Linked DNA regions of Mus musculus: region 2 is linked to region 1. The links are chromatin contacts, called in public HiChIP or PLAC-seq maps. All regions are on one chromosome and are shown on one strand. The core of a region is the stretch at or near the end of the contact, and the rest is flanking DNA. Distances in the headings are between cores, read along the strand shown. Region 1 holds the start of Gmds (GDP-mannose 4, 6-dehydratase). Region 2 has its middle 54 kb from the start of Gm40876.

Region 1 (4,766 bases), core at 834-3,333:
TTAAAGTCATTCTTGGCTATATAATGAATTGCAGGCCAGCAGCCCTGGGCTACATGAGACCCTGTCTAAAAATAAAACAAAGGAAACCATAAATAAATAAATAAATAAATAACCAAAATCACAAAACAAAAAACTTTATAAAAATAATTAAAACAAAAAGTAATTGGTAATTGGATACCTTTTATTTTTAATTACTTTGTTTACTATTTTTTTCTTTTAAATGTGTGGCCGAGGAGAGCTTGTAGGACTTCATTCTCTCCTCCCAGTATGTGGGTATAGGTATTAGATTCAGGATGGCAAGCGCCTTTACCTACCAGGCCATCTGGCTGGCTGGGAGCTATGGTCTTTAAATGGAAATTAAGGTAATGTGGGGTCATTAGGGTGGTTCCTAATGAAAGGGAGTCACTGTCCTTACAATAGGAAATTGGAACGCAAGCACATGGAGAGGAAGTGTGTCATGACCAGATGCAAGGTGACATCTACAAGCCAGGAGACAGGCCTCAGAGGAAGTCAACCCCGATCTTGAATATCCAGATTCTAGGATGGTAATAAAGGAAATACCGGTTGGATGTTTAAGGGACACAGTTTTTTATTTCTGACAGTTTGCAATATCTTCTTTACTATTTTTGCATTTCCAGGCCCTAAAAAATATTGGTTTTATTTGTTTACTTTTGTACTATTGGGCATCAATCCCATTAGGCAAGTGCTTTACCACCAAGCCATAGCTCAGCACATCCAATACATATTTGATTTTTATGATTTTTTTCTGTTAAATTTTTTACTAGACAGATAAATTCCTAGTATTCATTAGTATGATAGAAGGTGTCAGACCTACAGAACAAATGGGACATATCTCTCCTAAGTATTCATTTTTTTCTATTTATCCTTACATTACAACATATTTACATAAAACTAAATCAATAGTTAAAGATCATCTAGATTTTAGACATTTCTTGCCTTAAGGAATATATTTCCCCAACTTCTAGGTCTCATTTTCCATATAGAATGCGCTAGAGGAAAGGTAAAAATATTAAACCAGACAAGCCTATGTATAAAGTTTGGAATGTTTCCGAGGAGTTTGGGCACTCTGGTTTTGGAACTACAGGTTTGTATCATATCTAGCAGGTTCTATTGGGCCCTGTCCTAGTAGCTCAGTTTGCAAAGGGAAAGACGGTTTGAGGATGTTTATTGGAGAGATAAGCTGGACAGTATGTGTGTACGTGTGTATGTGTGTGTGTTTCTTCCCTACACCCTTGTCCCTATGTCTGAGTCCTTTGTCAGCCTTTCTCAGTCAGTGAATCTGTCAGTGTGCATGCACTAAATAGAAACAAGTTCAAAAGACACTGCAACAACCCCACCTCATGAAATTTGTACAGGTTTTACTGACCTGTGGATTTTTGTCAATTGTTTCCTTATGCAGGATGGGGGCGGGGCCAGAAACTTCCAGCCCTCGAAGTAAATACTGTTCCTTGAACGGAATTACCGGGAACCCCCAAACTAGTCCAAACATTAGCAAACTGCTAATGTTCACAGAAGATTCACAGGTTAGAGTAGCCTTGAAACTCTAGTGCCTTCGAGAAATGTTAAAACTGACCTGCTCACAAAGACAATGAAGCAGATTTCTAGAAATTTAATAAGGTCGATGACTCCAGCCTTGGATACCTAGATTTGGATTTCAGAGCTCTTTCCTACCGAGAAGGTCAGCTCGTCATTCCTCCTGGCATCATGGGGCGATATGAGGATTCCCGGAGACCGAGGCCCATGCAGGCCATATCCTCTACTCTGACCGCAGACTTACATCCTTCCTCTTCCAGGGGCCCGGCGCCCTCAGGCCCCGCCCCCAGAGAGGCGTGGCTCAGCGCGGAGACCCCGGCAGGGGCGGAGCTGTCGGGGGCGCTGCTGACGCGTCGCTGCTTGGGCGAGTGACGCGGCGCCAGCCAGGCCTCAGCCCGGCTCGCGCCGCCCGCCCCGACTAAGCTGGCCCGCCCCTCGCTCCACGCCCGGCCTCCCGCGCGCCCTGTCAGACCGTGGCGGCCGCTGCAGCTCCGTGAAACGACTGGCGCGCGCACCCTGGTCCCTGCCGGCCCGCGGCTCGTTCCACTCCGCCTTCCTCTCGGCCGCACGCTCACCCGCCTGAGGCGACATGGCTCAAGCTCCCGCTAAGTGCCCGAGCTACCCGGGCTCCGGGGATGGCGAGATGGGCAAGCTCAGGAAGGTGGCTCTCATCACTGGCATCACCGGACAGGTGAGTGCGGGGCGGGGACGAGCGGCCTGTAGCCCGGGGGCACGTGGGCCGCCTCCCCGCGCAGGGCCGCTGTGCCACCGGGAACTGCGCTCCACGAGTCCCGGAAGGTGTGAGCGGCTGCGGGATGGGACAGCTTCAGCCCCAGCAGCATGGCTCTCTGATCCTTCTGGGGGTGTGAGCTGGTGGTGCTAAGCAACCGGACCACTCTGCTCCACCTGTCCCCTGGGTGACTGTAGTTTCTTTCCTGGAGCCCAAGTGAGCTCTTGGAAGGAATTTCGTACTTTGTAGATCCTGGTGCAGGGAAGGAAAGGGGCGAGGAATATGTCAGTATGTGGAGTCCCAAAGTGAGACCGACTTTTCTAATTCCAAAGGCATGAACTCCTTGGGTGAGGTAATTAGGCTGTGCTGTCTTGAATGTTGGGACCCCATGGCCTATGCTAGGCATGACTAATTTATGACAGTCATCTCATAGAGGTATGGCAACAGATAAGGCTAACCACTGCCTTGTCAAGTTGTGTAGAGTGAGATTCAGGGGTGTTGAAGTAATGTCCTTGTTACTTGCTGTAGGGCATCTGTTTTCTGTGTATCCCAGGACATCTGATGGTGGTCAATGCTAAAGCGAAGATGGTAAAGATGATAATAAAGCTAATATGGCCCACACCAGCATACTTACCATATCGGAGTTACTTGGTTAATACTGACTAGTTAGCTTCCATACAACAAAGTCCTTATTTCCAGTTTAAGATTGAGGAAAATGAGTTTGAATTACCTGAAGCCCAACAGGTAGGAAGTGTATTGTTGGGGTTGGAAGTGGTCTTAAAGTTCTCTCGTTTTACCAAAGAGCAGATACACAGTTCCCAGACATTAGACTATTTCAGTTACTAGCTACTGATCATTCTTTCAGTTATCATTGCATCTTGTTTAAGGTACTTTCGATAAATAAACGTTTACCAACTAGTAAGATAGAAGAGGTAGGAAAAGGGTCCAGGGTTGAGGATAAAAACGTCAAGTCAGGGACTCCTCAGGGGTGCTCTACCATAGAACTGTGCACCCCCCCCCATGTCACCTCTCTTTTCTAATGCTAGAGATCTTTCAGATGGTTCTCTTTTCCCAAGTTTTCAGACTGGTTCTTAAGCCCAGATGTTAACTGCATTCACATACTCTCTAAAGTAAACTTTCACTTAGTATTATCAAGAAATTGAGTTAGGATGTTGTGTGCCATGTTAGTATGGCGTATAGCAATGTAAGCGGCCAGCATTTTGTATCAGTGCAGCTTAGAAGTGGAATCTCATTAAATAGTTGAAAACTGTTGTTTGGTAGATACTTCATGGGAAGGAAGCCTTGGAAGTGCCCACCACTCCTACCCCCAGCAAGGATTCTCCTGAAGTACTATCAATACTTAAAAATACCACTTCCTGACCAGGAGTTTTGGGTTTCTCATTTCATTTCAGACTCCAAACACCTGCTGTGCTTTCAGGTTTGAAAACTTAGATGCCTTTGAGCTCTGCCCTACTACCCATCACTTCCCTGACACATCACCTCCTTGACACTCCTCTGTATTTTTTTCCTTGCTTGCTTGAGTTGACCAGGTTTGTCAACAGCTTTAAGAAAAGATTTTCTCATTTTCATCCTAGTTCCTCCCACACGGCTTTAGGTAGTGGGCCTTGAAAAATGTTGACTGACTTTCACTACGAACAGAATGCATTTTTAATGTTCATCTGTAGTGTGCAGGCCTTTTGAGGCTGCTCTGGTACAAGCTATGTAATATATATCCTGTCCCTACTAAGATCTTTGAGGAGCTGAAGACAATGCATATGAAAAGGCAGCGCCTGTAGAATAGTATTACTCAAGACTGTAAGGGAAATTACAGTATGAGTGAGTATTCCCTTGTGCTTTTGCCAACTTGACATAAGTTAGGGTTATTTGGGAAGAGAAACCTCAGCTGAGGAAAATGCCTCCATTGGATTGCTTGTAGGCAAGTCTGTAAGGCTTTTTCTTGATTAATAATTGATATGGGTAGGCCCAACTCATAGTGGGACTGATAGGGACTCCTGAGACAGGTGGTCTGGAGATGTATAAGAAAGCAGGCTAAGCATTTCTCCATGGTTTCTGTTGAGTTTTTGTCTCTAGTTCTTGCCCTGACTTCCTTCAGTGATGGGGTATGACCTGAGGACTGTAATATCATCATGGCAGGGAGCATGGCAGTAGGCAGTTCTGGTGCTAGAGAAGTAGCTACATCTTGATCCATAGGCAGAGACAGAGACAGAGACAGAGACAGAGACAGAGGCAAAGAGAGAGAGAGAGAGAGAGAGAGAGAGAGAGAGATATCGTAGTGAAACACTGTCTTCTAGAAGGTTATATGTCTTAATTCTTCTCAAATAGCATCACTCTGTGACTACTAAGCATTCAGATATATAAGCCTACGGGGGCCATTGTAACTCAGACCAACCACCACAGTATCTTACCTGTCCTTGTGATTCTGAGTGGCTTTCTTTGTGTTATAGAGTCTATATATGCCTAT
Region 2 (4,766 bases), core at 1,195-3,694, 73 kb before region 1:
CACAATAGCTAAGTGAAGAAAGGACTGAAAACAGGCGAAGAAAAGGAGCTATAAAAGGTGATATAATGATAACTGTTTTTCTAGTTCTAACTCTGTCATGACTTTTTTTATTTTGATGGTGAATAAATTATAAAAATACATTCAAAGAAGAAAGTCCAGCGTGAAGCTCCACAGCTTCCGTTTCAAATAGTTACTCTAATTGTACAGGAGATCACTGAGCTGTGGAGTCTTGGGTCTGGTTAAGTGTGTGGTTGTGTTGTATCATTTGTTTGTTTGTTATAACATTCTTATAACAAAGTTCACAATAGATTTTTAAAATATGGTAGCTCGCCTCTCAAATACAGGACCTGGAGGACCTAAGCAAGGAGCCTTTCCTTTGAGACAGCCTTCATAGTTCCTGAAAGGTATGCAAGCTATCCAAACTGCCAAGAGACAAAAGCAACCAACAGTCTTACCCAGCTCCAACACAACACAGCTAAACCACAGCGAGGATTAGTATGGCACAATAACCCTAAAGGTCTAAGTGTGATGGTTTGTATATGCTCAGTCCCAGGAGTGGCACTATTAGAAGGTGTGGCCCTATTGGAGTGGGTGTGGTCTTGTTGAAGTAGGTGTGTCACTGTGAGTGTGGGCTTAAGACTCTCACCCTAGCTACCTGGAAGTCAGTATTCTGCTAGCAACCTTCAGATGAAGATGTAGAATTCTTAGCTCCTCCTGTGCCATGCCTGCCTGGACGCTGTCATGTTTCTGCCTTGATGATAATGGACTGAACCTCTGAACCTATATGCTAGCCCCAATTAAATGTTGCCCTTATAAGAGTTGCCTTGGTCATGGTTTCTGTTCACAGCAGCAAAACCCTAAGACAGCAAGAAAGACAATCATATCTTAGTGGTAACCCATGGCTCTCTAGTCACACTCGACACTCAACAGGAGGGGAATCACACTTGGTGCTGGGAATCTAGCCAACTACCTCAGGCTGGTAAGGTCATACATCTTGGAGCTGAATCTACTATGACCTTGACTAAGCCAGCATAATTCCTAACATGCCATAACTCTAAATACTTATCCTTATACACACCGATAAGTGTAGCTCTTAGTGCTCATCAGAGAAACCTCTCTTTGCAGCAGAAAATCACAACCAGTCAAACGGGGATCATGCAGTGCCCAACCTCAACTGATAATGCACAGCAGAGCACAAGTCCTGCACCTGAGGATCAGAAAACCTCAAGGAAGAGGGAGATGGAAGGAAGGTTGTACAAGCCAGAGGACCAGAAAAATATGCTTTGAGACTGTGCCTTCTTAAAATGACATGAAAGCTTCACCCATGGTACTTCAACAAAATGGCTGACTGAACAAGATCCGAAGAAGTACACCAGTGGACATGCTAACATAGTCATGGGAAATCTTATGGGCAGCCACAGAGTGCTGAGAGTGGGGGAGAAAGTCCTCCCTAACGATGAATTTCCTAATTGGCTGTTGAATACTGTGGTGGTTTGAATACGTTTGGTCCCTAAAGACTCATGTGTTTGAATGCTTGGCCCATAGGGAAGGGAGTGGCACTATTAGGAGACATGGCCTTGTTGAAGTATGTGCGGCTTTGTTTGAGGAAGGATGTCACTGTGGGGTAGGCTTGAGGTCTCCTATGCTCAAGCTATGCCCAGTGTAGAACACAATCTCCTTTTGCTGCCTGTAGATTAAGACATAGAACTCTCCTCTGGCACCATGTCTGCCTGCATGATGCTATGTGTCCCACCGGATGGTAATGGACTAAACCTCTGAAACTGTAAGCAGCACCAATTAAATGTTTTCTTTTATAAGAGCTGCTGTGGTCATGGTGTCTCTTCACAGCAATGAAACCCTAACTAAGATAAACACCAAGTGCTGAGCCCTGAAATCATATACATGCAAGTAACACTAAGTGGAAAAACATATTGTATTTATATATAAGTGTGTGTGTGTGTGTGTGTGTGTGTGTGTGTGTGTGTGTGTGTGTGTGTGTTAATGAACAGCCAGACAGTGGTGAATGCCTACAGTCCCAGCTCCACTGGATGATCACTTCATCCCAAGGACACAAATCCAACCTGGCCAGCCAAACTGAACCCTGTTTCTTTAAACGAGACGGGGAGGAAGTTAGGGAGTAGAAGAAGGAAATGGAAGAAAAATTATAGCAGCAGCAGCACCACAAAGATTCATAACCAGTAAATTTATACCTAAGCACACCAGAATCATTTTGTGGGTGTGTGCTGTAAACACGCATTCACAACTGTGAAAACAACAATCTAAAATAGGCTATAACTCCACGAACACTACTGGCAAAGAAAATAAGAGAGTTTAAATGTCAGAATGTCAGCTAATGCCATCTTGCCAAGTTAACTCAGTTCCGTCACATTTCTGTGACATTGACAAAGTAGCCTTCCTCGATCGAGCCAGCAGGTGGCAGTATTGACTGCGTACCAGAACACCCTACATCTGGCTGGAACATACTGTTTCAAAAGAGTAATTCCCAAGAAATACAAATGAGTTCATCTTATCTGTGTTTTGAAACTTTCAAAGATATTGTTCCATCATATCAGAGACTACTGTGAACTCCCTTTGTAAAGCCTGATGATCCGTCTATTTCTCTTGGCTCTGGGCATGGCATTGAATTGATGGGACATGTTTGGTTTCCAAGCGCTAGTTAAAAGGATAGACACTTTATCTGTTCCACAGTTAGCAAAGCACCACTGTTTACCTTGCGCAGGACAGGGCCTCTGAACTGCATGGGAACTTTCTAAAAGCGAGACACTGAACAACATGTGGATGTGAAGCACACTCCCATTTGGACCTCGACTGGTTGAAACAGACCCTGTGGCTCCGGAATCCTGTATGCGACATACCCATTACCGTGATTCAAATCAGATCTCCCCCCCACCCCACCCCCCCGCCCCCACCCCATCCCCAGACTTCTCTATCAGCTGTATTTTCATTTGATGGGTCTTTATCTGTACTTTACTTTGCTTTGTTTTCTTTGCTAACTAATTGGAACAGTTTCAGACATCACGACTTTGAATCTCACCCACAGGATAACCCACTGCCCATCATAACCGTCAAAGACACATGTAAATGTAAATCCTACTTTATCACAGGGATAAGCTTACTCGTTCTTTTTCTCCGCCAGAGTTTCACTTTGCTTCACCAGAGTTTCACTTTGCTTCACCAATCCCCTCAAAAGGCCTTGCTCAGTTATTCACCTCCTCTTGAACAGTTAGTTAACAAACTTTTCTTAATGGGTTAGATAGTAAACATTTTAGGCTTTGGGGACCCAGGAGGCAGAGTAGATCCTTCCACTCATGGATGGGCAAACCATTGTGAGCTTGTGAACAATATAACACCCAGAGGCAGTCTCCAGGGGAAAGGTTTGCAACTGACTTATAGAAAATAACTTGTTATGAGGAGCCCAGATAGACAGCTCCTCATTTTCTTCAACTGAAGGGTACCCCTCCCCCCGCAGTTTTATTGCACTGCAAACTGTATCAAACAGTCATCTTGGTTTTGCGCTTAGTGAGTTACATGAAATTATTACACAGGCCTTGAGCTAGGTAAATTTGTCTAACTGTGGCCACACTTCAAGTGAGGAAAGATGAGCTTTATGCCTGGTAAATTGAGAATATTCTATATGCCTTGTATTTTACAGTACATATTAGGATCTAATCCCATCATGAATTGAACAACATCTTATTGTTTCCATCAAAATCCATAAAGACTGAGAAAGACAAGGCTACACACACACACACACACACAAATGCATGCACGAACCCCACATACATACACATACGCACATCATATACATGCACAAGCATACATGTACGCACACACACACACACACACACACACACACACTCCCTTGTTACATGTTGACTTTCAATAGATTGCAGCAGAGGAGCAACCCTGCAACAAATCACTCCCAACTCCCAACAGTGAGGCCCTATATTGCAACAGACTAAAACTCTTCCCACTTAAGACATTTCCTGTTTCAAGCTGCAGAGCACGTCCAGCAAGGGAACTCAGTGGCCAAGCGTACTTCTTGCCCCCAGGCCTGGAGATCTAAATCTGACCTTCAGAATCTCCGTGGTAGAAGGAGAGAACTGACCCCTGGAAATTGTCCTCTGACCTCCACATGAGCACACAGACACAGGCGTGAAGAAGAATTTAAAAATACTTGACAGGAAAGAGAGCTACATAACAGAATTTGATACTGATTTTGATACCTACATTATTTATATATATAAGCATACATGTTCTGTATGTATGTGTGCTGGGGATTGAATTCAGGGCCTCATTCATGCTAAACACATGATCCATCACGGGTGTATGGGGGTCAATCAAGCTCCCGTATTTTCATTAAGGAACACAACGGCAGAGTTCTTTTGTAAAAACTGTTCACGGTGATGTGTGTCTACAATCCCAGCACCAGGACTGGCAAGTCCCTGGCTTTCATTAGCCAGCCAGTCTAGGGGAGTCAGTGAACTCTGGGTTCTCTGAGAGACCTGGTCTCAGAAAGCTGGGTGGAAAATGACTGAGGAAGACACCCATGTTGACCTCTGACCTCCACATATGCACACACATGCACACATACACAAACAAATAAGCAGGCACCAGGGGAAATGTCGTATGATCTGACCTATGTGTGCAACTTCTGAAGGAGTTGACTCCACAGAAGTTGGTCGGAATGGAAAGAAAGGGAAAGGGCAGAAGGACGTGGAGAGATGGAAGCTGTAGTTAAAGAA

The links. HiChIP or PLAC-seq counts read pairs in DNA pulled down with a chosen protein or histone mark.
Region 2: a contact with region 1 is called in an H3K4me3 HiChIP or PLAC-seq map of intestinal crypt epithelium, with 5 times the contacts expected there. The contact joins the enhancer-like site here to the promoter of Gmds in region 1. A contact is called at or near these places in 4 of 39 promoter capture datasets (the 3T3-L1 cell line, 3T3-L1-derived adipocytes and liver), 1 of 15 datasets of contacts at CTCF or cohesin (CD8 T cells), 6 of 484 Hi-C or Micro-C datasets (the C2C12 cell line, CD8 T cells, the Patski cell line and 3 more), 3 of 115 datasets of contacts at active chromatin or transcription factors (the HPC-7 cell line, intestinal crypt epithelium and intestinal villus epithelium) and 3 of 9 other capture datasets (adipose tissue, liver and pancreatic islet).

Annotation. Positions count from the first base shown.
Region 1 is chr13:32,335,861-32,340,626 of GRCm38.p6, reverse strand. It overlaps Gmds (GDP-mannose 4, 6-dehydratase), which reads left to right and starts at 2,083. Exons shown (of 11, transcript NM_146041.2): 1 at 2,083-2,245. The coding sequence starts at 2,144.
Region 2 is chr13:32,409,454-32,414,219 of GRCm38.p6, reverse strand. No RefSeq gene overlaps it. Among named protein-coding and RNA genes, the nearest start is that of Gm40876, 54 kb to the left of the region's middle. Within about 2 kb of position 2,444, at least 11 of the 459 cell types and tissues checked have an H3K27ac peak or open chromatin away from gene starts, as enhancers often do.